Linked DNA regions of Mus musculus: regions 1, 2, 3, 5 and 6 are each linked to region 4. Evidence: chromatin contacts called from public capture Hi-C and promoter capture Hi-C data. All regions are on one chromosome and are shown on one strand. The core of a region is the stretch at or near the end of the contact, and the rest is flanking DNA. Distances in the headings are between cores, read along the strand shown. Region 1 holds the start of Ino80e (INO80 complex subunit E). Region 2 holds the start of Ypel3 (yippee like 3). Region 3 has its middle 10 kb from the start of Aldoa. Region 4 holds the start of Zfp646 (zinc finger protein 646). Region 5 holds the start of Coro1a (coronin, actin binding protein 1A). Region 6 holds the start of Nupr1 (nuclear protein transcription regulator 1).

Region 1 (4,652 bases), core at 1,018-3,517, 1.0 Mb before region 4:
GAGGCCTGGTTAGGAGACTATGAGTTCAAGACCAACTAGAGCTACAAATGAAGACTACACCTCAAACAACAACAGCAAAACGCTATAAAGATTATGAAACTACATAAAATACAAAATGTCATGCTCACAAATAAAAATTCTAATAAAACACGAGTTGTTTTGTTTCCTAATATGCTGGCTGTGGCTGCTTTCACATGAGCCATGCAGTTTTTGCTTCAATGACAGTATTTTATAAAGTAAAATATTTTCCTGACTCTTTGCAAAGGAAACCCAGCCTGTTATTCTGCAGTTACTGCCGTCTTTAATCCTCGTCAAGCTCTAGCCAATCACTTAAAATTCTAGTTTGTGGTTTGGAGAGATGGTACAGTGGTTAAGAGCCCGACTGCTTGCTCTTCCAGAGGTCCTGAGTTCAATTCCCAGCAACCACGTGGTGGCTCAAGGCCATCTGTAATGGGACTGGATGCCCTCTTCTGGTGTGTCTGAAGACAGCTACAGTGTACTCATATACATAACATAAATAATTCTAAAAAATCCTAGAAAACCACTTTTCTTCTCAATACCATTAGTGTGTTTGTGCAGATACCTACATGCTATAGCGAGTGTTTTGAGATTAGTGGACAGCTTTCAGGAGTTGTTAGTCTCCTTTGTTCTTAAAGATTGGGCCTCAGTAACAAACTCTATGCCTCTGCCTCTGGCATGCACTACAGGAATGGCTACTACTTTTATCTTTCTAGTTTACTTTTTCACTTATTATAGACAACTGATAGAAATGACAAGCAGCCAGAGGCTTCCTTCATTTTGCCAGCCTGTGTCAAGCACAGTACCTAGAACACAGTGGATAAGGAAATACTTGAAAATCCAGAGGCGTGGTGTGTTCTTTGGAGGCAGAGGCAGGCGGATTTCTGAGGCTAGCCTCAGGCTAGCCTGGTCTACAAAAGGACTACACAGAGAAACCTTGTCCAATGGGGTGAAAAAAGACAAAACAGGAAGAAGGTGACAGAAGGCAGCAACTAGGCTTAAGAACCATTGGAGGGGCCTGCATCAGCTTCCGGACCCTAGGAGGGTGGACCTAGGAACACGTGTTTCAAGGGCCAGTATCTCATATCTTCCTAAAAGTGGTCATGACTTTGCTCACCAGAGGAGTCTTCATCCACGTTCTCATACTGCAGAAGTCGATCTAGAAGGAAACTGAGACAAGTGGGAAGGAGGGTGGGTATCCCCATTTTGGTGGTCTTGAGCCCTACCTAGTCCCTCCTAGGAGACCCACTGGATCCTCCTAAGACTGCATGCATTTGGGATCCTGTTCCGGGACGGCGTAAGAACGGATTCCCTGGGAGTTAACAGTGCCCTCGTGCCCACAAGATGCCTTACCTCTTGTCTCGGGAAACCTTCAGCAATTTCCTTTGCGCCTTTCTGAGCTCCTCCTGGAAGCACTCGTGCTCCTGCGGCGGACAGGGCGGGTGCTGAGCCAAGAGCAATCCATAAAAGACCCAGAACCCGGAGACATCTCTCCCTACTCACCCCCTTTACCACATGGGTAAACTGAGGTCCTCTCCGAGTTAGGCCTCACACTCCACAACCGCCCCACGCTGGCACTCACGTAAATGAGGAACTTGAGCTTCCGCTTCAGATTCCTGTATTTCTTTTTGTAGTCCACTTCGCCGTCCGCTGGTCCGTTCATGACCCGCCAGGGAGAAACGCCCCGGAGTAGAGTCCCGCTACCCAAGTCCGCCCGGCCTCTCACACCTCCACTTCCGGAGACTTTGCAACGCCGTATGAAACGGACTACAACTCCCAGCGTCCTCCGCGCGCGGGGAGCGTAATCACACCGCCCGCCCTCCTGGGGGAAGACCCGAAAGGAACGCTGCTTCCAGTGGCTTCGCGGTGAGCTGAGGTCACAGAGGAGCTGGACACTGGGGGGGCACAATTATTGATTGTAAACTGTTTATAAAGATTTGGAACCAAAAGAATATAACCAGAAATTCAGTATGTTAGCGAGAATACCGTCTCCCTTCTGCCTTTCGAAACAAGCGACCTAATTTGTTAATCCCGACCACAGGGATTGATTGAACTGATTACGTTATAAAGACTGCCGGCGCCGAACCGGCTTCTAGCGAAAATTTTAACACGTAGTTTTAGCAAAGAGTCGAAACCTCGCTCAAGACCCACCAGCTGCTCAGGAAAAAGCAAGGTCGGCCAAAGTTTTCCGTCTCAGTGCTCCACATCGGAGGCTCAACGGTCCCATTCCTCACGAAGCCGCCGCACTGCGCGTGCGCAAACTACTGTCGCTCGGGAAACCAGCCTTGAAGAAAAAAAGGCGGGAGCAACCAATCCCTGGTGACGCAAAATGGCGCCGGGAGATGAGATGCGAAAATTCACTCGCAGCTTCTTTCGAGCTTGCCCGGACCTCAGGTGCATAGAGTCTGGGTATTAGAGTCTGGGTTGTGAAGGGGAGGGGTTAGGCTGGAACTCTGTCATGACACGTGTCTCTGTAGCTCGGTTACGCACGCCATCGTGCGACAGAAATTTTTGATTCACGTGGGTCGGGATCATCTTGAACCTGAAGAGAAGCAGGCGTTGAAGCGGCTGGTGGAGGAGGAGCTGCCGAAAATGCAGGTGTGGGTCTAACCCTGGGCCAGCAGAGACAGGGTTTGTTGCTGAGGGGTTGGGGCAGGGCATCTTGGTTCGGTTTGCCCTCATGCTGCACCCACAGGCGGATGCTGGTACCAGGGAAGGAAAGCCAGACTTTATCAAAGTGAAGAGGTCTCCTGCTCCCTGCAGTGACCCAAAGAAGAAAAGGTTCCGCTTTAATTCAGAGTCAGGTTAGTGCCTTCTTCCCTGTTTATCTGTCTGTGACTCCAGCATCATTGGTTTCTTCAAAAGGCGAGGCGCATGTATTAATTGCAAGGCTGGGGCTTGGGGGACAGTGAGTCAGGAACCAGCTGGGGCCACAGCTGTGGTGCTTCTTGCTGCCCTTCACTCTTAACCAGAGTAGATCTAGAAGCATCCTATTCTAGATGGAAGGAGAGGGAGGAATCCATCCAGTCCCATCCCCATGTTTCAGAATCCAGCTCTTCACCATCCAGTCCAGATGGCTCAGGACCCTCAACAAAGAACAGGACAACCAAGAAGACATGTCTAAGAAGAGCCTTAAAGAAAGCAGTTGAGAGCACAGATGAAGACCACCAAACAGACCTGGATGCAAAGATGGGATTGGAGGAGAGCAGTGAGGGGGAAGCAGAGGGCTCTGTTAGATCAGGTAAGGTCACCGAGGAAGAGGAGGACATGAAACAAGAACAGAAGGGCCAGGTTAGAAAGCAAGCTGGGGCCAAAGACAAGCAAGTACCACTCAAGGCAGACAGGAAGCAGGTTAGGGAAGAGAGTGGGAGCAGTGAGGAGGAGGCTGTGCTGCAGAGAGCAAAGGTGGAGGGAAGCACAGGTGCTAACTGCCAGGAGGAGAGTGAAGAGAGCGGAGAGGAGAGCCCAGCTAAGAAGAAAGAGCTTAGTGAGCCCAGATCCAGAAGTAACAGAGCAGAGAGAACAGCCAGGGAGAGAAAGAGCTATAAGCAGAAAAGCAGGCCTGGGAGGCCAACTGGAGGCTTGCGAGACAGCGAGGCAGAGAAGGAAGGGGGCACAGTGGGCAGTGGGGACAGCAGTGAGGAGGGGGAGGCAGAGAAGGAAGGAGGCACAGTGGGCAGTGGGGACAGCAGTGAGAAGGGGGAGGCAGAGAAGGAAGAGGGCACAGTGGGTAGTGGGGACAGCAGTGAGGAGGGAGAAGAGCACTCGGTGAAGAGAAAGAGCAAGGTCAGGACCCAGACCGAGAGTGGGAGGAGGCAGAACACAAGCAGCAGGGATGACAGTAACAGCACACAGGAGCAAGCAGCTGCTCAAGGCACTACAAAGTCAGGCAGCCTAGGCAGCAGTAATGGTGACAGTGACACAGAGAGGGAAGTGAGTGACTCCCAGGCAGGACAAAACACCAAAGAGGAGAGGAAGAGCCGCTCTTCCAACAAGAGCTCCAAGAACGGCCAGGCCCGAAGTTGTTCATCTTCATCAGATTCGAGTCCAGAACCCACAGGTCAGAAGGGCAAGGCCCGAAGTTCCTCATCTTCATCAGATTCAGGTCCAGAACCCACAGGTCGGAAGGTGAGAGGACACACCAGGTGGGTGGGATCCACTCAGGAAAAGGGACTTCAGCTGCAAACTCCTTATTAGGCTGCCTCTCGCTGTGGAGAGGACCACCCAGCTGTGGCTAGACTAAAGCGTTACATTCGAGCCTGTGGTGCCCACCGAAACTACAAGAAGCTGCTGGGCTCCTGCAGCTCCCACAAGGCGCGCCTGAGTGTCCTCAGGGCTGAGCTGGAAGCACTGGGCATGAAGGGTGAGAGGGGTGTGCCTGAGATCTACAGGAGGGCCTGAGCACTGGGGAGGAGGCCTCACAAGCTGCTTCTGCTCCAGGGAACCCTTCCTTGGAGAAGTGTCGCGCTCTGAAGCTGCAGCGGGAAGAGGCAGCTGAAGTGGCTGCCCTGGATGTTGCCAACATCATCAGCAGTACAGGTAAACAATTTCTGCTTCAGGGAAGGAAGAGCCTGGGGTCCGGGAACTGATTTTTCTCTCCCCACCTCCCAGGCCGGCCACGAAGACGAAATGCC
Region 2 (4,678 bases), core at 1,747-4,246, 1.1 Mb before region 4:
TTGTTAAAAAATAGAAACCAATGGCTGGGGATGTGGCTCATTTGGTAGAGGACTTGCCTAGCAGCCCCAAAGCCCTGGGTTCAGTCACCGGCACTCAAAAAAAAAAAAAAAAAAAAAAAAAGTAATGGGATGGGAGCAATGGCTCAGCAATTAAGAGCATTTGCTGTTCTTCTAGAGGGTCCAAGTTTGGTTCCCAGCACCCATAATCACTGTCTTACAATCATTCATAACACCAGTTCCAGGGGTTCAGACGGCTGTTGGCATCAGACATATATGTGGTAAACAAACATATATGCAGACAAATACATTTTTTAAATTTTAAAATAAATGCAAATAAATTGAAAAAAAGAACAGCAAAGGAAAAAGAAATTTAAAAACAAAAAAACAAAAAAACAGGTATAGTGGAACATACCCGAAACCTGAGCACCAGAGATGGAAACAGGACAGAAGTCCAAGGTCCAAGAGTCTGAGGCCAACTTGGTTACATGAGACCCTAACAAGAGAAGAGAAGAGAGAGTAGGAGAAGAGAGGGGAGGAGAGGGAAGGGAAAGGAGACCATAAATTATAAAATAATCAGTGATGGGCTTTTCAGTATCTAACTTAAAACATATATTACATGTATTGGGGGGGGCACACCCCACACTTCCTGTCGAGGTCACAGGGTGTGGTTGCAGGACTCAGTCCTCTCCTTCCATCCTGTGGTTCCTGGGGATCTAGCGCAGCTCCTCAGGTGACTTTACCTGCTGAGTCATGTCACTGGCCCCTGTGTGTGTTTGTGTTTGATTTGTTTTGTAGTACTGGGAATCAAACCCAGGGCTTTGCACATAAGAGGCCAGGGTTAAACCATTGAGCAACAGCCCCAGCTCTTGGATTGTTTGTCACAGGTCTCATACAGCCCAGGCTGGCCCTTGAACTCCCTGTGTAACACAAGGTATCTTTGCATTCCTTTCCCTTCTATCTCGGTGCTATAAAAACAAACATTGTACCACCACACTAAGAGCTTTACTTTTGTTTTTATTGAATTCCTTGTTTGTTTTGAGACAATGTTTCACTGTCAACTCTGGCTGGCCTAAAACTTACTATATAGACCTGGCCTAAAACTTGCAGAGATCCACCTACCTCTGCATCCTGAGTTCTGAGACTGTTCAACTGCAAGTTCATGTAATTACATGGTTTATGTATTTGTTTTTGAGGCAGAGGCTTACTAGCTAACCCCAGCGGGCTGCTACTCTGTGTAGCCCAGATGGCCTCCCAAGTGCAGAGTTACAAACATGCATGGCCACACTTGGCTCCAAGATCCTATACCTAAGTTTTGACAGGAGCTGTGTTTAATAACCAATTTGGAAATTTCTAAAAAAGATAACCATCAGCTCCAGGACACCCGGTTCTGGGAGGTCTGTGCAGAAGGAGGGGCTGCCACCTCCTGGACGCGAAAGGAAGCTTGGGGTTGGTGTTTGGAAACTAACTTGTTTTCTTCCTCTGTTCAGGTGCTATTTTGGTGCCTTAATGAAGAATCGGATTTTGAAGTGGCCTTCAGCTTGGGAGCCAATGGCGTCATGACCGATTACCCCACAGCCCTGAGACACTACCTGGACAAGCAGGAAGAAGAGACCCAGCCTCCTCAGCCTGAGGCCCTGTCCTGTCTTTCTCTTAAAAAATAAATATTTTCTTGTCAGTAACATAGTTCATGGAACAAGGGGTTGGAGGGTCGATTCGGGAGGCTAAAAAGATGGCATTAGCGGCTGGGGATGGAAGTTGGTGGTAGAAGGCTTGCATACCATGAATGCAGCTCAGAGTTTACTGCAAGCAAGTGCACATAGCATCTTAGGAGAGATCAAGAAAGCCTGTGGTGAGCTAGGCCTAGGCTTTAACCTCAGTACTTGGAAGGCAGAGGCAGGTGGATTTCTGTGAGTTATAATGCCAGGGCTACAAAGTGAGACTCTGCCCACTGACACCCCTGCAAATAAAAGCCTGGGGGTGTCAGTAGGCTGGCCCACTTGTTCCACTACATTCCAGACCCAGCAGAGTGGCACCACACCCTGTGCCAGCTTGGCCTCCACTCTAAAGCATGCTAGCCCAAGCGTCCTGGACCTAGACTCTAGAGATTCAGAGATGAGTGGTTGTCCTGAAACCATTAAGAGACCCAGGCATATGCAAGGGACGGAATTTCCTCATGTTACTGATGTTGGGCACCTTATGTGCTGAGCTGTACTGCAGCAGGCAGGCATGGATTAGCTCGCAGGCTCTCCCACAGTACCTGCTGTCCACTTTCTGATCTCCAACATTGGAGTTCATTTAATAAATATTCCCAGTGCAGCACTTTTCAAGCCTGCCTGGTTCCTGGGACTCTGCAGTGAACACAAGTCTAAGTATACCAGACACACGATTAAACAGACATTTTCACTGGGGTCAGACCTACAGAAACCTCGAGGTCAGGCATACCAGAGAATGCCTGGAGCAGATGATGCTCAGCAGTAGAGATTTTTAAAGCGTTGGTTCCTGGGAGTCTAATAGAAGGACACCTTTAGTTCCCTTCTAACAATCTGTTCCACGTGCTTGGGAAAAGTGTGAATTCCAACTTTGACTCTTACCATCTGGATAATCTCTGGAGAGGATCTCTTCTCCAAGCCTCAGGAAACTGGTCAAATGGAGACAGTGGTCTGTGGATAAACGAAGACAATTACGACTATTTCCCAGGGGTTTGCATACAGATAACACGCTCTTATTAGCCCCATGCCGGGTTAGGATCCTTGTCTCTGAGCACCCGAGATAGCAGAGCAGCAGAGGTGCAATCACGCCCGGGTTAGCCTCTGGGTTAGGCTGCAAGTCGTAGCCGCATTTCCGGGCGAGACGGCTAGCGGGAGCCCGGAGCAGGGGGAAGGGCAGCCCAGCCTGCGCTGGCCGCCGTATGACGCGCCCCCTCATTTGCATGAGGCGCTCCGATTGGCCACGAAGGCCGCCGGGACAGGAGGCCGGCCCCCTCCCCCTCCCGCCGCAGCCGCGGCAGCAGCTGGTCTCGGTGTAAACAAGTCGAGGCGGCTGTGAACCGGGCCGGGGGGGACGGCGCCCATCAGGAGCGCCCCCCACTCCCAGGCCAGGCCACCCCGCGGACCGGGCCCTCCACGCGCCCAGGCGAGGTGAGGCCTGGACCGACGTCTCTGCGCGTTGCCCCGCGCCCCCGCCCCGCAAGCGAGGACTGCCCCTTCCCCCGCGCACGCCCCCATCCCCTCGCCCCAGGTGAGCCCCGGGGTCTCAGGTAAGGCTTGGCGATGCAGGTAAGATTCCCCTCGGCGGAGATGAGGCTCAGCGCCTGCAGGTAAAAACCCCTCCTCTCTCTAGGGGACCCTCTTCCTTTGGGGAGGCCTGCCTCCTCCAGGTGAGAGACCCTTTCCCCAAGCGAACTCCATATACCCCACATTTGCCCTATCACTAGTCCAACTAGGGTCCCAAGGACCAGTCAGTTTCTGCCCCCCCCCCCCATTCCTCAAAACTGAAAACTGGCAGCCCATCCACTCTGAAGCCCCTTCTTCACGTTTCAGATGCCAGTTCAGATGCCAGCTCAGCAGGGGTGAGGCCAGAAGCTGGTGGGTGACTCACCTAGAGCTCCTCCTAGCCTCAGTTTACCCGCTGATGCAACCTGAGGCCTCCTCAGTGAGTCAAAACTGAGATGACTCTGGTCCCTGGTGAGACTGCTGGCTCTAGGGAAAGGAGAGAGCAGCCAAGTGTGACAGAGTCCCCATAGTTCTGGGCTTGTCTACATGTGTGTGGCCTTAGTCCTGATCGTCCACCTCTCCTTCCTGGCAGGCACTGGGCTCCCTCTGCTCCCCGTGGGCCGCTCCCCGCGTGGGGCCACTGCCCTTGGCCCCCGCCATGGTGCGGATTTCAAAGCCCAAGACGTTTCAGGCCTACTTGGATGACTGTCACCGGAGGTATAGCTGTGCCCACTGCCGTGCTCACCTGGCCAACCACGACGACCTCATCTCCAAGGTAAGCAGGTCACATTTTAGTCTAGAATGGCAATGGGCTGCCTGGCAACTCCCCACCAATAGCCCTAACCCCCTCCTCTCGTCTCCCCACTACCCTCCAGTCCTTCCAGGGCAGTCAGGGACGTGCCTACCTCTTCAACTCTGTGTGAGTATTCATCTCCTTCCTTTCTTTTCCTGACCTCTGTTGTGACCTGTGACTCCCTGGTATGCTGATATTCCCAGAGTCCCTTGTTTCTGACAGGAAGCCATGATCAGGCTCCTCTTAGAGGCTAAGACCAGACACTTAACATACTAGCTAGAGGGTGGCTCTGGGCTGCTGAGACCCTCCCTGGGACTACCCTTTGTCCCCACAGAGTGAATGTGGGCTGCGGGCCAGCAGAAGAGCGGGTGCTGCTGACAGGTCTTCATGCTGTCGCTGACATCCACTGTGAGAACTGCAAGACCACTTTGGGCTGGAAATATGTGAGTTTGAGATCTCTGACCCTAGGCTGGCCTTTGACCTAACCTCATCCCTTCTTCCTTAAAAGTATCTGCCTTTGCCTTTCAGAGTACCAGTGGCCCAGCACAAACTGGCTTTCTTTCCCCAGTGACTGGCGTTTGTCCATTGCAGGGCTTTGAGGGTGTTCTCTTCCCTCGAAGGATTTGCACCCCTGTCCTAGATGATTAGCATCATGTAGAATCACCATTTATCA
Region 3 (4,457 bases), core at 702-3,201, 1.1 Mb before region 4:
GCACAGCAAGTTAGTTCCCAGACAACCAGAGCTACGTAATGAAGGAACTCTTGTCTCAAAGACAGAGAGAGAGAGAGAGAGAGAGAGAGAGAGAGAGAGAGAGAGAGAGAAAGGAAGCAGGCCCTGATTATGTACTGGGCTTATGGGCTTGTCACACAAATCATCTTTCTCCCGCCTATTCACTTATTTCACCCTATATTCACTTATCTTTCAAGTACCTTTCATCACCAGAAACAATCTGATACTATGTTGCTTTTAGTTGTCTGCCTATGACTCAGTACCTGGGACAGTGCCTGGCCTAGGGTTACTGCTCAGTAATGAATGTGCTGACTGAAGAAAATGAAGGCCCAGATCAGACGGAGGTCGGAGGGAGCAATCTGGGGTAAGAATGGAACTCACAGCTTCACTGAGATGAGGACAGCAGGCATCCAGGCAGTGGGTGGGACTGGGCAGAGGGAAGTCACAGGCTTCTGCACAGCTCCAGCAACAGTCTTGGGTCTCGGAGGCACCTTGTTTCCTGCAAGGGGAGCTGCAGTCTGTGCAGCAGCCCTGGGCCTAGGAGATGACAAGACTCAGGATCTGGGCCAGACATCGGGGAGGGGACAACTCTCCACTTTAATTTCTGGAGACGGGCAAGACAATGGTTAACCGGAGTCCAAGAGGAAGACTCCCCTGCTCCCACGGAAAGGACAGCTGCTCTGACTAAATGACAAAGGTGTCCCAAGATAAAGACCTGCAGGTGAGGGGCCCCACTAATCACCAGGTTCCTCTTCCCCAAGGCCTACCCTCTCTTCCACACCAGGCGCCTCACCAGCAGACAGTGCCTAGTCAGCAGCACTAGGCCCAGCAGCAACAAATAGATGCCCACCGCGATGAAGACGATAGCAGGGGTGGGAAGTTGCAAGGAAGGGCCGATGGAAGCCGGGGCTGGATTCCACGGGCCAGGGGAGGCCTGGAGAAGCACAGAGGAAGCCGTGAGCAGGAGATGAGATGCCAGGAGGGATGCAGAACTAGATGAGAAGGCAATAGAGCAACACCCTGACTCCCCAGCCTGTCCCCCTGACATCCTCACTCACGATCCTGGACCTGCCATCACTTTAGAGTCATCTGGGAAACACTGCTCTTTGGGGAATACTTCTCTACACAGAGTTTTGAATCTGACTCCAGCATAACAACCTTCCAATCCTTCAGCTCTCAGCCTTGGCCCCTCTTCCAATTTGCTTCTTTCTGCACCAGCTGCCCGGGCATCTCCACTCAGAACAACGTTTATTTCAGGGGCAAAGCTTCCCCACCCCAGCCCCTGGCTACGCCTCTACCCCCACCCCTTATCCCGCAATCACGATGAAATCTAAGCAGTTCCCAGAGGTTCCCTCCTCGCTCTGGCTCCTGGGCCTCTGTACTGCTGTCTGAGTGCTAGTAAAAACTGTCTTGCTAGGAATCCCAGAAACGTGCCACCTCAGGGGGGAAGTCCATCCTGGGCACTGTCTCCCAGCTCTTGTCCTAAGCCAGAAGACTTTTTATTGGATAGAAAGCCCCCCCCCTGGTCCGAGCTCAGAGGCGGATGAGCACAGAGCACTGGACTCACGTCCATGGGGCTGGGCAACGCCAGTCTGTCCAGGAGCTGCAGAAGAGAGAAGATTCTGGGCTCAAAGATCGAGTACCCTTAATCCGGGGTACCCAATCTCTTTCTCTCGTTCTGCGTGGGAAACCTGAGGCCCACGGATGGAGACTGGACAGGCGAGGATCAGGAGAGCCAGCGCCTTCCCCTCCGGCCGGGCCACGCCCTCCCTCCACGGCCCCCAGGTTCCTGCTCCCTCGGACCACGCGGCCACAGCACATACAACCATCGACGGCGGGCAGTTTACAGATCCCGCGCCGCCTAAGGTCCGAACCGCCAAGGCGCCAGCACCGCCCAGAAGGTTGGCGCTGCTTCTTGCAGTTGCCATGGGGACCGCAGTACTGCGACTACGGCAGCCGCAGAGATCCAAACACTGTATTCCCGCCTCATTGGACTGGCCCTGCCTTCTTCGACCCTAGGTAATCGCCAGCTCCCAGCTTTCCCTCCGTAACTAGACAGAAATAGCACGCTTCTCGCCACCGCTGGCCCTGGAGAGATGCTGGTCGAATGCTGAAGGTCGTAGGAGACAGGCTGGGTCCACTCCCTCTTCTGCAAAGGAAGAACTGCCTGCCTCAGACATACTGTGTTTTTAAACTTTACTTTCCAGAGAGGAACCAGAGAAGAATTAACTGGAGACAAGGAGGACAACTCCCCTGCTCCCTCGAAAAGGACAGATGCTCTAAATGGCTTGCAAGTGAGGGGACACACTATGCACCACGTTCCTCTTACCCAAAGCCTACCGTTTCTTCCCTCGTTAATTGTATGGAAAGAATCAATATTTTTCAACCCGTCTCACTTCAACAGCATTACTCTCTGCTCCCCTCAACCCCCGCTTTTTGCAGTTTTCTTTAAAAAAAAAGATTTATTTATTATATTTATATGAGTACACTGTAGTTGTTTTTAGACATACCAGAAAAGGGCATCAGAACCTATTACAGATGGTTGTGAGCCACCATGTGGTTGCTGGGAATTGAACTCAGGATCTTCTGAAGAGCAGTCAGTGCTCTTAACCGCTGAGTCATCATCTCTCCAGCCCTTGCATTATTTTCAAAGTGATTTCTGTTAGGGAGTAGTTTCCTGAGCTCAGCCATCTCAGGACTGAGTTCCACCTGGATGGCAGAATCAGAACTTAACTCATGTTCCCAGGCCCCAGAACTCAACTCCTACCCTGCTTCCTCAGATGTTTTGTGTTTGTCTGTTAAGCAGTGAAGGATGCAGAGAAGGAAGATACTGTTATCTCCATTATCTAAACTAAGGCACACAAGCCATAAGGCACACAAGTAAGACATGTGTTACTAGTCTTAACTGACTAGTTCAACTTGCCCACTCCTTTGTTCCCTTATCATTTCAAGATTCCAGACCAGAGTCCAGGAGGAGACCAGGCTGCAAAAGCTGACGCGAGGATCTGAAACCAGATGACCCGGGAAAGGCCCAGTCACCAAAAGTGACCTCCTTTTTTAACCCTTTATGTCAAAATATAATTGGTCAATGCAAGAGTCTACCCTGTTACCCGTCACTTTTTGTTCCCATCCTATAAAAATATTGTAGAAATATTGGACAGTCTCCCTTCAGGAATTCGGATCAGATCCGGAGCTGCCCACCTCCCTCAGCGCTAAGAAAATAAAACTTCCATTTTTAAGCTTCCGTTCTCTAAAGTGAGTTTTCTCAGCTTCCGTTCTGAACCCAACAATTTTTTTTCCTTCTTTTTTGTTTGTATTTTGCTTGCTGAGACAAGATCTCATTCTGTAACTCAGGCTGTCCTGAAAGTCACGCTATAGTGTAGCTTGGTCTGGGCCTCACCCTGAGTGCCGGATGGCAGGCATGAACAGCCGGGTCCTGTTCACACCCGATCACACCACCGACTGCAGGAGAAAACTGCTTTCCAGACTTGGCACCATCCACCCTGACCATCCTGTGGTTTCACTCCAGAGCTCCAAGAGTAAATCGAGGGCTGGTGAGATGGCTCAGTGGGTAAGAGCACCCGACTGCTCTTCCGAAGGTCTGGAGTTCAAATCCCAGCAACCACATGGTGGCTCACAACCATCTGTAACAAGATCTGACGCCCTCTTCTGGAGTGTCTGAAGACAGCTACAGTGTACTTACATATAATAAATAAATAAATCTTTAAAAAAAAAAAAAAGAGTAAAGCGAATTTCTTTCCCTCCTGCTACCATCCTATGGAAGGCCAGGACATATATGCGAATATAAACAGGGTTAGGGTTAGGGTTCTCGTCCCTCCAGCCTGTGCTCGGCTCCGCCCTTTCAGACTGGTTGCATACTCCAGACCATCGGTGCTGAGTTGGGTTCTGCGCTCCCCGGCCTCATCACAGGGTATGGACTTCTCTGTGTCTGCCTGGCCCCTCCTCGGTCAGACTGCTAGTGCTGGGCTGTTTCTGATTTCTTTCCACAGCCCAAGCCTTTGACACCACCTAGAAGACAATGCTCACTGATTTGATGAACCACTCAAATCCAAATCCGACTCTGCTGGCCGATGAAGACATTCTGTTCCCTTGGTGTCTTCCAATATCCTCAGCTTTCCTAACCTTTCTGGCTGTCCACGTGTGCTTGTGCATGCATGTACATGCACACACAGAAACACAAGTGCAGAGGAGGCCTGGGACACAGTGTCACCACCACTCGCCTCCTCCTCTCCCAGGATACACTTACCATGGCTGGGTCCCCAGAGCTTCTTTTTTGTTTGTTTGTTGTTGTTTTATCTTTTTTTTTTTTTCAGGACAGGGTCTCATTATGCTGCTCTAACTGTCTTGGAACTCACTCTGTATACCAGGCTGGCCTTGAGATCTGCATGCCCGAGTGATGAGACTCTCAAGTGATGAGA
Region 4 (4,231 bases), core at 905-3,404:
CCCTAGGATAACGTAGCTTCGGCGAGCGGAACAGGGCAGAATGAATGAAGAAGGAAGGCATGAAGAAATGAATGGACGGAGGATTCAGAGCAGGACAAAGACCTGCAAAATGGCGTTCTTTAGGACCGCGGGAGGGGCGGGCAGAACCTCGGACTGGGAGGGGGGGCGCAGCCGCCAAGGACTCGGCGACGAGGCCCTCGCCACTCAGACAAAAGCCCGGAACATGGCGGACTCTAGGACCCCCGGGTCCGCGCCGAGCAGGGCCGGCAGTCGCGTCCGCTGAGCCTGGGCATCCAAAGCACTGACCGGCGGGCACCGGGCGGGTTCTAGGACCTGCTGGGCCCGCAGCCCGCCCGAGGCCGCTCACGGCTCGCCCCGCCCGGGATGCTCGCGCCTGGTCAACTCCGTCCGCTCGGCAGCACACGTGAAGCCGGGAGCACCCCAAACCGCGTCGGGGGCCGCTGCCCGAGCCCCCGCGACTTCCCGCCGGCGTGTCCTACCTGGATCGGTTTTCGCAGGCTCCGCAGCTTTGGCGGCGGTGCCTGGCGCCGACGGAGCTCGGGACAGTCGGAGAGGGGCAGGCGCTAGGACCCGGAGGGAGGGCGGGGAGGGGCCGCCGGGCAGACGGCGGAAGTGGAAGGCCGCCTTCCTTGCTCGGGAGGAAGGAAAAACTTAGGGAAGCAGCCCCGAGCCTGCGGAAGCAGAGAAGTATCTTGCGAAGGGTTTCTGGGTGCTGAGGGGCTGGCACGCCGGGCTGATTGACGGCGGACACCCGCCAAGTCGCCGGAAGCGTCTGCAGGAGCTAGGAGGTGGGACGATGCGGAGAGGGCGCTCGGGCTTTGTGGTGCCCGCGTCCACGTCGAGTCCACATTTCCTCTAACAGCGAGGAAAGGACTCAGCGAGGATCCCTCCACGCCAGCCCTGGGAAGAAGCTTTTATGGAACCTCGTGAAAAGTGTCACCAAAGCGCCGTAGCCGGGGCTGCAGGGTCTTTCCTGTGACCGTACTGCCCGAATAAGCACGCGAAGGGTTTCAGCAGCTCTGGACGGAAGTGTGGCTTAAATCCATCCGAACGCCGCGCCGACCTGCGTGGGCGGAGCCAGAGCTGCGCCCGCAGCGGAGCGTGGGGGCTCACGCTGCCTGGGAGCTCCAGCATTCTGGAAATTGAGGCAGGAGGATTGCTCCGAGCTCGAGGCCGGCCCGGGCTGCAGAGTTAGACCCAGTCTCAAAACAACAAAAAGAAAACAAACAGTCGGGCCCACCCGGAACCTAGCGCCGGAAGCGTGTCCGTGCGGAAACACTGCCCGCGGGAGGGACAGGAAGTGTTCCCAGGCGGAAGTTTCGCGGGGAAGCATTAGCATCTAGGACACTTCCTGGTTCCTGGTAACAATAGGAAGTGTCCGCGGAACTGGGCTAGACTCTGGGTTCATACCAGCTGTCCCTGCTCCCTCTACCTCCTCCTCTCTCCCGCACCTTTCCCTCAGCTACCACTCCCGGGTACCCTGGCTGAGTGTGCGTGTGTATGGGCTCGAGAACTCTCGCACCAGCCACCACTTATGGCTCGCGGCTGCAGTTAGGGTAAGGGTCCCAGTGCGCAGGCGCGCTCCCGTTCACGACCTCCAACGGACGCGCCGGCGGCGGGAACCAGAAGGCACTCCTGGTGCGAGGTAGGGATCTAGAGAAGAAATTGGCAGAAAAGACGAGTGACTCTACAGGAATGTGATGGTGGTTGGTTAGGAAAAGGGGACTCGAGTGAAGGAGTTTTGAGAAGTGAGAATTCTGGGACCAGGCTCAGCTGGTGAGATTAGAAATAGTTGTGCTAGGGTCCCAGGAGACTAGTCAGCCCCGGAGAAAGGCCAGATGATGTGGCAGAAATGAATAGCTGCTGCTGGTTTTGGAATGAAGGTTGCCTCTTGAAGTGAGTTTATGTAAAAAAACGAGGTAACACGGCTTTGGATTTAGTGGTGTAAATGTACTTACAAGCTTATCATAGTGTCGCATGATTCTAGTCCCAGTTTGGGAAGCGAGGGCTACATAGTAAGACCCTGTCTGAAATGCCACCCACCCACCCCAAATACACTTGTGTAACAGCAGTGCTTGGCCCATGGTACTGTCCAGCCTGAGTTGCTATCATAATTTAGAGAAAAAGTAGAAGAGGGAATGAAAAGTGTTGGAGACAGCAAGGTAAGGTAGGTAGGGGATAGAAAAGGCAGAGAATAAAATGAACTTTCAACCTGAAATGGAATGGGATTAAATGTACTTAAAGGAAGTAAAACTAACGCCTAACAGGGAAACAGTGTGATGCTGAAAAGGCCAGGTTCATCCCTAAGAGGGCCTCTACCTTCTACAACACATAGGTGACCACTGAAGCCAGGTTCGTCCCTAAGAGGGCCTCTACCTTCTACAACACATAGGTGACCACTGAAGAAAGCAGCTGCTCTGCCATTCTTTTCAGACCACTCGGTTTAGCTGAAGAGTGAAGAAAGAAAGGTTGCACGTCTGTGTAAGGCCTGCCCAACAGTCGTGGCTGTCTCCTTCAATCTCAACTCTCAGGAGTCTGAGGTAGGAAAATTCATAAGTGTGAAACTAGTTTGGGCGACTGAGGGAATCCCAGAGCAGCTTGAACTTTACAGTGAGCTGAGACCATATCTCAAAAGCAAATAGTTCTGGTTCGTTGTTACAAAAACAAACACACACCTCATAGATTTTTGTTAGGTTGTCAGAATGATAGAGTGCACAGTCTGAAGATCAATAAGATCCATTATATATAACCTAAAAAACAAAATCAGTCTGTCTAGGCTCCAGATTTTATTTTCCTTATTTCTCTCAGGCTCTAGAGATGACTTAAACCTGGGGGAACATTTCTAGGAGTTTGTGCATAGCGAGGCTTTCTGAACCTCCAGACCTAAGAGAGAGCGGGTCCCTTGGCATGGATGTTTGGGGAACCTCTTTGCGACTTGCTTTAGTAACCAAGAAACAAAACTGACTCGATCCTTCCTTCTGACTACTGTCCCCCCTTTCTAGGCCTCAGCCCTTCTGCAGAGAGAATGCTGCTGCCACCTGTCTGTCCCTCCTGAGCCTCCAGGGGTTTTCTACCGCTTTGCCTCATGGAGGACATGCCCCTCTCATTCAGTTGCTCTGACTGTCAGCGCCACTTTCCTAACCTCCCAGAACTGGCACGGCATCGAGAACTGCGCCATTCATCTGCTAAGCAGGACGGGGAGGAAGCCGATGGCATCCCTCACCCCTATGGCAGTCACCCGGAGAACTTGGCCAACCATCAGAGGAACCATGAGACTCTTTTTTTCCCCTGTACCACCTGTGGCAAGGATTTTTCTAATCGCTTGGCCCTCCAGAGCCATATGAGGACTCATGCTCCTGAGAGCCACCGAAGGCACGGGCCTCCACATGCCATGGAAACCGCTCCACACCTTGGGAGTGAGACCATGGCTACTGACTCCTGGGGTCAGAGGCTTGGATCTGGGGAAGGCTGGGAAAATCAGACGAAGTTGGTACGAGAGACACATGACTGGGAATCTGGAGCTGACCCCAGGGCAGCGTCAGGGACGTGGGAAGATCCACCTACCAAACAAAGACAAGGCTTAGAAATGCAGCCAGATTCTAAAGGAGGTACGGCGGACTGGGTGCCCGCCGTCAGTTCCGAAGGAGCATCACCACTCCCCACTCCAGCGAGCAACCTTCTTAGCAATTTGGAACAGTATTTGGCTGAATCAGTAGTGAACTTCACAGAGGCCCAGGAGCCCACTGAGCCTCTTCCTACTGAGGGGGAGCGAAAGTACAGGTGCAGTGAGTGCGGGAAGACCTATAAGCATGCCGGGAGCCTCACCAACCACCGCCAGAGTCACACTCTGGGCATCTACCCTTGTTCCATCTGTTTCAAGGAGTTCTCTAACCTCATGGCCCTGAAGAACCACTCGAGACTCCATGCCCAGTATCGGCCTTACCACTGTCCTCACTGCCCCCGTGCCTTTCGGCTCCCCAGGGATCTGCTGGAACATCAGCAGTCCCATGAGGGGCTAAAGCAGGAACAACCATGGGAAGACAAAGAGATGCCTACCACAAATGGACACGCAGATGAGAGGAGTTGGGGTCAGCTATCTAAAACAGGGATGTTGAATGGTTCTGGGGAGCTCAGCTCTTCTGGACAGCTAGAAGATGGCGGCTCAGAGGAATATCGACCTTTCTGTTGTGGAGACTGTGGCCGTACCTAC
Region 5 (4,308 bases), core at 1,681-4,180, 1.2 Mb before region 4:
GCAGCACCAGGCCCCCATCCGGGATCTCCCACACCTGTAGAAAGGGGAGAGTGAGTCTGGGGTTTCAAACACCAGGTCCTTCTTCCAGACTCCTTCAGAACACATCCCTAACAGACTTACCATAACTGTGCAGTCCTCAGAGCCACTGGCAATGACATTGTCATTGTGTGGACACCAGGCGATGTCTAGCACAGGGGCAGTGTGGCCGCAGACCAGGGGCACGTTCTTGTCTACTCGTCCAGTCTGGGGGCACAACGGGGATTCTAATGGAGGCGATTTGACCTCTGAACCCAATCCAACCTCCCCACACACCCCTGCAGAGGGACGCAGAGGAAGGCTGTGGGGTCCCTGGGAGCACTGGGGTGGGGAGGACTTGGCATCGTCTAGTCCCAAGAAAGCTAGCACCAAATGAGACTCTGGCCAAGATCCTGGCCCTCTTTCTCAGTGTCATGTGTGGGTACCATGGACCCAGGGTGAGCATGGGGCTGTGGTCCCCAAGAGGAGAGTGTGAGAAGAGTGCTATAGGATGTGTCCTATAGATTTGGGCCTGGAGGTCTGTCTGATGCCTCTAGACAGCAGCAGAGGTTTGGAAATGGCCTCTTCCGAGAGCCAACTGCTTCCTGTGTAAGGAGCTGAGCAGGGTGCAGGCCCAGCTTCAACCCGACAACCACTTCCTCTTCTCTTCTGCTTCCATCGGCCCTTTTAAGGTAAAACTTGGGGCCTATCTCCCCTTCCTGTTTCACCCCCTGAGGAGTCCAGGAGTGAACTTCAGCTGAAGAACAGCAGGCTCAGAGGGGAGGAAAAAAAAGGGTTTTGCCTCGTCTCCACCAGGGCTTACGCTTGAAGGGTCCCCAAAGTCCTCGCCAGACCTGCAGCCTTATCCTTAGCAGAAAACCCCAAGCCAAGATTTGGGGGACCTGCCCCCCTTGTTTTGTCCCCAGAGAGCTTAAGTAGCAAATGGCCCTGTCCCATTTTACAGATATCAACACAGAACCCCAGGGAAGCTGGGTCACAGTCAGCTACTGAGGACCCCACAGTCTCCATGGACAGCAGAGTCCTCCCCAGGACCATTGAGGTTCCGGAAGCTCACCTTGCCTAGGGGTAGCACCAGGAAGGCCCCTCCCCCACTGGCCTCACAGATCAGAGCCATGAACTTGGGGTTGACAGCGCAGAAGCCACTGTCCCAAGTGGTTTGTGAGACGCGCACATCCTCATAGCACTGGTCAGCCTTGGCTGGCTGTCCAAACACGTGGCGGAATTTGCTGGAGCGAACCACCTGCCGGCTCATCCTGAAGGATACAGATTGTAAACTTTTCTTTGGGTCAATCCCAGCCGCACTTTGTCATCCCCAGAGCAACCCTTGGCCTGGCCTTGAGGGTTCCAGCATGGCGTCTGAGGCACCCTGACCATGACTGACAGCTTGCTTATCTCCCTGCTTACCCTCCCCAGTTTTTCTGTCAAATTCCCAGGCACTTCAAGCCACACCCTCAATCCTGCACCATCAGCCCCTACAACAGCCTGCTATGGTGTGGCTCCAAGGGTCTGGTTCTTGACTAAGACACAGTGCCTCCTTCCTAGTGGTCCAGACAGTCTGGAGATAGGTTCCCTCCTATCGAACTCTTCTAGATCCCACATCCCTCACACAGAGCTTCCTAAAGGCAGGGCAGGGCTTCTCCCTGGCCTTCCAGCTCAGGGATGGCACACAGAGGGATGCAAGCCAGCTTGCCTAGGAAGGGATGCAGTAGCAGGATGGCTTCCCCAGGTTTCTGGCTACAAGAAGCAGCAATGGCTTGGGTCCCAGCATCTCCCCAGACCTCTGCTCCTAACCTCCGCTCAGAAAAAAAGCAGATGTTCTTCTGAGCCATTTCTGCTTCCGTTAAACTACACTCAGGAGAGGCCCACCCTGACTTCCCTGAGGTCCGCTAAGATGGTTACCCACTGTGGCTAGGCAGCCAGCTAGTGAAGCCCAGGGGCTGCCTCTATCCTGTGCCCAATCCCTCCTCCTTCCTGCTCAGTAAAGGAACCTCGGCTGCGCTGTGGAAGGCATCCTGCCCAGAGCCTCTATCCACCTCCCCAGCCTCACCCATCTGCTCTGCCTTAATGGGGGACTCAGCCCCTTCGTGCTGGGACTCCAGTCCTCGCACACCCCGGTATCACCAAGGAGGCTCCCAGGTCTATTAAAAATAAAAGCAGGTGAAGTGCCTGAGTGAAGTCTCCAAGACAGGAAGGGGACACAAGACCCCAGTGAGCAGTCTGGATTTGGGAGAAGGAAAGCCCAATCCAAGGTAGGGGCGGAAGATGTGCCCCACCCGGCCTCCTCCCCCACCCAGGTACCAAGCCCGGAAACCACGGAAAGGGGAACTTAGTCTTGTTTTGCACTCAACCCCTTCCTGTCTCAAAGCTCAGGGCAGCTACTTGGCTCACCCCACCCTGCATCCCCCACCTTCAGAAGCTCCCTCCCCGGGGCATAGGTTCTGAGCCCAGCTACGGCCGCTCCCAGGAGCCCACCTCCATCTTGGTCACGATGGTCCTTAGCCCTCACCTTGGAGCACTCTGGGACCTACTTGCCCCTTCGAACTCCCTCGTCCTCGATCCTCCTGGCGGGGCTCACAAACCGGCTCTCTGTCCCCAGCCTGGTGGCTCTGACAGCTCGCCCGCCCCCACAGTCCCACAGTCCTGCCCCCACACTGGCGCTGGCCCCACAGGTGGCCCATGGCAGCGTTGCCTGGCCCTTGTGACCAGCCCTCCCCCGGCGCCCAGCCTCACCTGCTGCGGAGAGCTGAGCGTGACCCCTCCCAAGTAGAGGAGGAAGGAGAGAAGGATGGAGGAGCTGCAGGCTGGCCACCGAGGATGCTCTGTCAAGACAATGAATGAGCAGCGGCCGTGCGCCGGCCTCCTCCGGGTGGTAGCGCCCCTTTGGGCGGAGCTCATGGAGGCCCGGCCCTTCGCTCCAGGGCTGCAAGACTGGGACCGCTCCCCATGCTGTCAGCTCCAACCCCCGAACAGATGCTGACGCGAATCAACTCTTCTTTTAATGTCAGAACGCAAAAATATCCCGTTCCTTCATCCCTCCCCCAGCCGCCCGCTGCCTCCTCGAGGTCCTTTCCCTGGCACCGGAGAAAGCTTTAGAACGGCTTCAACCAGCTTGAGAGCCTTCTCTGCTACAGGAGGGACCTCTCCTGTCGTTACCCCAAATGGATTTCTGGGAGGCCTTGGGGGGGTCATTTCTCCTTTCTAGGGATTTAGGGCTTCAGCGGGGACACCCTTGTCCTCTGCTTCGTGGCATTGAGGCCCGGAAGAAGTAAAATAACTGGGCATTATGGAGCACCTGTTCTGTGCTGGGGCTATGGAGGCAAATGAGTAGTGCTCCCCCTCTAGAGAGCTCTCGGGCCATGAGAAGAGGGAGTCGGGAGTCCGTCTGACACAGTTTAAAAGCCACTGAGTACACACAGAAGTCTGATATCACACACAGCTGGGCTGTGGTCCATTCCTGTCCCTTGAGGGGAGTGGGTTGTCACGGTAGCAAGGGCAGAGGAAGAAAGGCCTTTGCTGGAACCATTGTTGTGACTCCTGGCTGTCACTCATTTGAGTGACCTTGGGCAGGTTAATTTAATCTCAGCCCCAGTTTCCTGTCTATAACAGTCTTACCTGCCTTCGTATGGAGATGGTCACTCCAAGGATAGCTGGATTTGCATCTACAGAGTGGCAGGTATTAATTAGTGTTGGGGTCTTACAGTCAGATATGGTGGCCCACACCTGTAAATCCATTACTACGGAGGCAGAGGCAGAAGGGTCAGTGAAACCAAGGCCAGCCTGGTCCACATGTAAGCTCCAGACCAAGGCTACATAGTGAGACCCTGTTTCAAAAACCCAAAAGATGTTGGTTCTTTTCATTATTGCCATTTACCAAAGCTTTGGGCTATCCTGGGAGGAAGAGGAAACACCACAAGTGGCTCTGGAGAAGGGTAGGGGGCTGAGGCGCAGTGTCAGCAAAGCTCAAGGACACAGGTGTGCTGACAGTCATCTGTAGTCAGGAAGCTGAGGCAGGAGGCCAGCCTGGGCTACATAGCAAGACCCAGTCAGAAGAAACTCTTCTTTAAGGTAGAAGTAGTTCGAAAGAACAGAAGGGGCTCCAGTTGTACTGATTAGCCGTGTGATCTTGGCCAAGAGGCCCCACCTCCCTGAACCTCAGTTTCTGTAGGAGAGAAACAAGAAGTCCTGCCCACCTCACAGCTAACGGTGCGGTGCGTAAGGTGTAGTCTGAAGTGTTCTGCAGTTACTCAGTACAGGGTTGGATAGTGCCTGAGG
Region 6 (4,237 bases), core at 867-3,366, 1.3 Mb before region 4:
GCTTCTTGCTCCCATCTTGCCCTTTTGCTGGGTCTGGAAGGGTGGAAGGGCTCCCTCTCCAGAACCTCACTTAGGTGGGAAAGAATCAAGCAGGCCTAGGTCCTGCTTACAACTCCTAATTTCTCCAAGGTCCTGTATCCATTGCTGGGTGTGATGTCCTGTATCCATTGCTGGGTGTGATGTCCTGTATCCATTGCTGGGTGTGGTGTCTGTGGTCTGGCCTTATCTGTGCAGAGGGAAAGCAGGCAACGAAAGGGACAGAGATCAGAGTTTGACTTCCACCTTTCCTACTCATATTTGCTATTACCTTAGAGAAGTACTTGACTCTATCTGCCTCAGTTTCCCTTTCCATAAACCAAACTTCCTCTCCATTGGAAAGGCTCCATGGGAACTCCCCCCACCTCTGGTTACCAGGGAGCTCAGTCAAATACGGGTCTCATATTATTTTAGATGTAGAATAAAAATAGTGTCACAACACTATTGTTTTGTTTTGTTTTGGTTTTGGTTTTTGTTTTTTGTATTTTGTTTTTTCGAGACAGGTTTCTCTGTATAGCCCTGGCTGTCCTGGAACTCACTTCTTAGACCAGGCTGTCCTTGAACTCAGAAATCCATCTGCCTCTGCCTCCCAAGTGCTGGGATTAAAGGCGTGTGCCACCACTGTCCGGCCAACACTATTTTTTTCATTTATTGATATGCCAATGTGTTTGCATGCATGTGCGCACATGCGTATTCTCGTGTGCTACTTTGAGCATATGGAAGTCGGTGGACATTGGGGGCACAGAGGTCCTTGTACTCAAGAGAAGCACTAAGAACCAGAAGTTTTAATCATGCCGTGTGTCTCCTCAATGCAGGAGATAAAGTCAAATACCTGCATTCCACTCAGAAATCTGAGAGTGGATTTTGTTAACAACCTGGTGAGCTTTTGGCTCTGTGTGGAGTCAGACCTCCCCAGCTTTTGCTATAGAAGCCGACCTCACTCAAGTTCTCCAGAATGATAATCCCAGACTCTCCCCTCCCTAGACCATTACCCACTCTTAGGAGAGATGTCACATCTGCCTGATGACCTCCATGCTATTGGTCAGAGACCACTCTAGATTCTAGGCCTTTAGCTCTAGAACCCACCCTCATGGAGTTTCAGTGTAGTCACACCTCAAGCTTTATTGTGCTCCTGGAATTGAACTGATGGACCTGACTGTTGCCTAGAAACCTCTTCCCAAATTGTACTGTGTTTTAAATATGCTGACAGTGAACCGCCTGGCGTTAGATGCCCTGAAATCTGATCCAAGCTGATGGAATTCGGTCTGAATGGGGTTTTCATTCTTATCACTTCCCTGCCTGGACATCTATCTGCAGGGCTCCCTGGGAACACAGCTTGCAGTTGGTTCTCTCCCCTTTCATCACTCGAGTCCCAGAGATCAAGCACAGGTTGTCCTGCTTGCCTGCAAGAGCCTCTACCTGCAGCGCCATCTCACCAGGACCAGCTTTTGGCTCCCCGCTTCCCGCTCGGCACACTTAGGCCCGGCTCTCCCGACTCACCTCCAGCTCCGTCTCAGCGCCAGGCTTTTTTCCTTTCAGAGTTCTGGAACTTGGTCAGCAGCTTCCTCTCATGCCCGCCAGGGCTAGGGCGGTTGGTATTGGCAGCAGCTTCTCTCTTGGTCCGACCTTTCCGACCTCCCCCGACTGGTGGAGCAGGAGGTAGAGGAGGTGTGTGAGGTTAGGACAGGCATATAAATGGCCAGAGTGGGGCGGTCACGTCTTCACGTCTGAAGCACTCTATCCTTGCTGTTTACTCAAGTATAGAATGAGAGATGCTCACTTGTGAGTTCTTGGGGCTAAGGGAGACAGAACTCAGTAGATGAGACTAGAAGGGGTTACTTGGGAGTTGGGAATAGATTAGCTAGGAAAGGTAAACCGGGGTACCCAGTGAGAAGCAGATGGGCTGACCAAGGAGCTACCACGAAAACCTTACCGACACAGGGATGGGCCAGGCTGTACTGATCATATTCATCCAGGATTCCATCTTCATCCTCTAGGTTTAGAGGTTGCTGGGAAGGGTTGGCTGTTGGTGGCAAGGTGGCCATTATGCCTAGTCTGCTCTCTCCAAAGTCTTGCCTGTGTCTCCTTGTCTGAATGTCTGCCCTCTCCCAGTTTCTCACCCTACTTATAACGCTGTCTCCTCCCTAAACCACGGGGTTGGCCCCCGCCCTCCAAGCCCTGTCTGATGCAATCTGGCCCTTTCCCAGAACTGGGCCCATAGACAGCAGTCCTGAGCAGAGAGGAGCACCCTCCCCTCCCTCCTCCCTCACAGGACTCACCCAAGCACAGCTGTGTTTTTCCACGTGGAAAGCTCTCGCCTCAGGGGCGGAGGAAGCAGACAGGATCTGGGCACAGTCTTTGGGATATTGGCCAGGGAGAGCAGAGGGCCTCAGATAGGCCAGTCCTTCCTATCATTTCAGCCTCTGCCACAAGCCCCTCCTGGGCCTGGGTCATAGTTAGACAGACAGACAGACAGACAGACAGACACACACACACACACACACACACACACACACACACACACTGTAGTCTGGTTCAGATTCAGGAGGTAGTGGCAGCATACATACTGAAAAGGGAGGGAGGAGGGACACTGACCCACTTCTTGCTTGGTCAGCAGTTCCTGTCACACCCAAGGCTTCTATTTTTGTGAAAAGTCCCCTTCAACAGAGTCCCCAGGGACTTCTTCCTCATGCAAGATGGAGGATAGCTAGCTGGTAGAGACAGCAAATACCCTGGATTCCACACTCTGATTCCTGATCCACCTCCCTCTACCTTTCTTTCTGACAGAATCCTTCTATGGAGCCCAGGTTAGCCCTTGAACTTGCAATTCTCTGGCCTCCTCATCCTAAATGCTGGGATCACAAGTCAGCTCAGATCCAGTGTTTCCTGCTGTGTGACCTTGGACACGTCACTTTCCCTCTCTGATTGCTTCAGGTTCCCCCTTTAACAGAGGATAACTCTATCTGGCTCTGTTGGTGAGAGGTTGCAGACTCATGAGGCCTGGAAAACCTTCACAAGCGGGAACAGTGTAAGGATTAGTCACAACTTCCCATGGGTTCCCATACAGTGCCCTTGCCTTGACCCTCCCCCCTCAAAAAAAAAAAGGGTGGAGAAAAGGAATTTAAAATAAAATATTGTGTGTTGGCAAGATGACTCAATGGGTAAAGTACTTGCCACCAAGCCTGACAACCTGAGTTTATCGGTTTCCAGGACCCATACAGTATGGGAGAGAAAAATGTCCCATAAATTGTCCTCTGACCCTCACATTCCTATCCATGTACACACACAATAAATACGTGTGACTTCTAAAATTTAAATAATATATTGAGGGCAGAATGAAATAAACAGGTATTTGTGCTTTGATACCCCCTGCCTTGTTTTTTAGGCAGTCTCACTGTTTTAGCTGTGGCTGGCTAAGAACTTGCTCTGTAGGCCAGATTTGAGTCTAGTGTTGAACTCAGAGATCAACCTGCCTTTGACTCCTGAGTGCCAGGTTTAAAGGTGTGCATCACCACACCCAGCCAGTATGAATCAAGTGTGAACTAATAGTAAGCTTTTTCAGTCCATACTAGCTTCCCTTGGGTTGTTTGATAAGAATTAGTATGAATTTTAAGTTCAAATAAAAAGCATGTGAAATGAAATTTTCTACTTTTTTTTTATTTTAAAAAAAGTTTTCATACAATGTATTCTGATCAAGGTTTCTTTTCTCCAACTCCTCCCAGACCCTCCCCATGCCCCCAAATTTTACTCTATAGGAAACGAACAGGTGAATCATCATTGTCACCGTCGTCGTCGTCAGAAATATGAATGAAAAAATTAAAAAGCAGAGGCCATGCGGCTCCTGGGTATGGTGGAGAAGGTTTAGTGTAGACATGAGGGAGAGCACAAGCAGAGCTATCTGCAAGAGTCCAGAGTGAACATGGCCAGCAGACTTAACAGGGCCTGTGGGAGACAGAGAGAGAAAGAGACAGGGGGAAGAGAAGAGAGGAGGGTCGACAGAGGAACCTTGGACCAAGTGGCCAAGAGGCAAAAAACAAACAAACAAAAAAACAAAAAAACCTGAGAACCCAGAGACCAAGAGGTAATAAAAAGGCAAAGATACTAGCATAGTCATCTTATTTAGGAATCAGAGAAACTGTGGGAAGGGAGAGTTTAGGGTAGCATGTGGGGTATACCAGCCAGGACAGCTCCGTAATAGGTG

The links. Promoter capture Hi-C pulls out the DNA fragments that hold promoters and counts their contacts. Capture Hi-C pulls out chosen DNA fragments and counts their contacts.
Region 1: a promoter capture Hi-C map of adipose tissue shows a contact between it and region 4. The contact joins the promoter of Ino80e here to the promoter of Zfp646 in region 4. A contact is called at or near these places in 1 of 39 promoter capture datasets (erythroid cells) and 2 of 9 other capture datasets (adipose tissue and liver).
Region 2: a contact with region 4 is called in a capture Hi-C map of macrophages, with 4 times the contacts expected there. The contact joins the promoter of Ypel3 here to the promoter of Zfp646 in region 4. A contact is called at or near these places in 1 of 39 promoter capture datasets (pre-B cells) and 4 of 9 other capture datasets (adipose tissue, liver, macrophages and 1 more).
Region 3: a promoter capture Hi-C map of liver shows a contact between it and region 4, with 5 times the contacts expected there. The contact joins the enhancer-like site here to the promoter of Zfp646 in region 4. A contact is called at or near these places in 6 of 39 promoter capture datasets (fetal liver, hematopoietic stem and progenitor cells, liver and 2 more), 1 of 115 datasets of contacts at active chromatin or transcription factors (pancreatic cancer cells) and 1 of 9 other capture datasets (adipose tissue).
Region 5: a promoter capture Hi-C map of pre-B cells shows a contact between it and region 4, with 3 times the contacts expected there. The contact joins the promoter of Coro1a here to the promoter of Zfp646 in region 4. A contact is called at or near these places in 4 of 39 promoter capture datasets (liver, neutrophils and pre-B cells), 2 of 484 Hi-C or Micro-C datasets (B cells and the CH12 cell line) and 2 of 9 other capture datasets (adipose tissue and macrophages).
Region 6: a contact with region 4 is called in a promoter capture Hi-C map of liver, with 2.8 times the contacts expected there. The contact joins the promoter of Nupr1 here to the promoter of Zfp646 in region 4. A contact is called at or near these places in 2 of 39 promoter capture datasets (liver and neutrophils), 1 of 115 datasets of contacts at active chromatin or transcription factors (pancreatic cancer cells) and 1 of 9 other capture datasets (liver).

The regions. Positions count from the first base shown.
Region 1 is chr7:126,860,105-126,864,756 of GRCm38.p6, forward strand. Ino80e (INO80 complex subunit E) reads right to left here and starts at 2,268. Exons shown (of 8, transcript NM_001370765.1): 1 at 2,170-2,268; 2 at 1,601-1,913; 3 at 1,372-1,442; 4 at 1,136-1,188. The coding sequence starts at 2,225. Hirip3 (HIRA interacting protein 3) reads left to right here and starts at 1,868. Exons shown (of 7, transcript NM_172746.3): 1 at 1,868-2,412; 2 at 2,496-2,616; 3 at 2,714-2,822; 4 at 3,065-4,146; 5 at 4,216-4,381; 6 at 4,459-4,557; 7 at 4,630-4,652. The coding sequence starts at 2,348.
Region 2 is chr7:126,773,967-126,778,644 of GRCm38.p6, forward strand. It overlaps Ypel3 (yippee like 3), which reads left to right and starts at 2,997. Exons shown (of 5, transcript NM_025347.3): 1 at 2,997-3,137; 2 at 3,805-3,987; 3 at 4,088-4,131; 4 at 4,340-4,448. The coding sequence starts at 3,871. Gdpd3 (glycerophosphodiester phosphodiesterase domain containing 3) reads left to right here. Exons shown (of 10, transcript NM_024228.2): 10 at 1,488-1,679. The coding sequence ends at 1,661.
Region 3 is chr7:126,807,285-126,811,741 of GRCm38.p6, forward strand. No RefSeq gene overlaps it. Among named protein-coding and RNA genes, the nearest start is that of Aldoa, 10 kb to the left of the region's middle. Within about 2 kb of position 1,952, at least 312 of the 459 cell types and tissues checked have an H3K27ac peak or open chromatin away from gene starts, as enhancers often do. A contact at or near this core is called in adipose tissue, fetal liver, hematopoietic stem and progenitor cells and 3 more, where this site is marked.
Region 4 is chr7:127,875,547-127,879,777 of GRCm38.p6, forward strand. Zfp646 (zinc finger protein 646) reads left to right here and starts at 2,155. Exons shown (of 3, transcript NM_172749.4): 1 at 2,155-2,561; 2 at 3,024-4,231. The coding sequence starts at 3,107. It overlaps Zfp668 (zinc finger protein 668), which reads right to left and starts at 1,290. Exons shown (of 3, transcript NM_146259.4): 1 at 501-1,290.
Region 5 is chr7:126,701,886-126,706,193 of GRCm38.p6, forward strand. Coro1a (coronin, actin binding protein 1A) reads right to left here and starts at 2,931. Exons shown (of 11, transcript NM_009898.3): 1 at 2,767-2,931; 2 at 1,091-1,289; 3 at 121-243; 4 at 1-34. The coding sequence starts at 1,288.
Region 6 is chr7:126,623,354-126,627,590 of GRCm38.p6, forward strand. It overlaps Nupr1 (nuclear protein transcription regulator 1), which reads right to left and starts at 2,117. Exons shown (of 3, transcript NM_019738.1): 1 at 1,970-2,117; 2 at 1,537-1,680; 3 at 1-226. The coding sequence starts at 2,081. The coding sequence ends at 1,550. All of the region lies in intron 1 of Gm39087 (a long non-coding RNA gene), which reads left to right.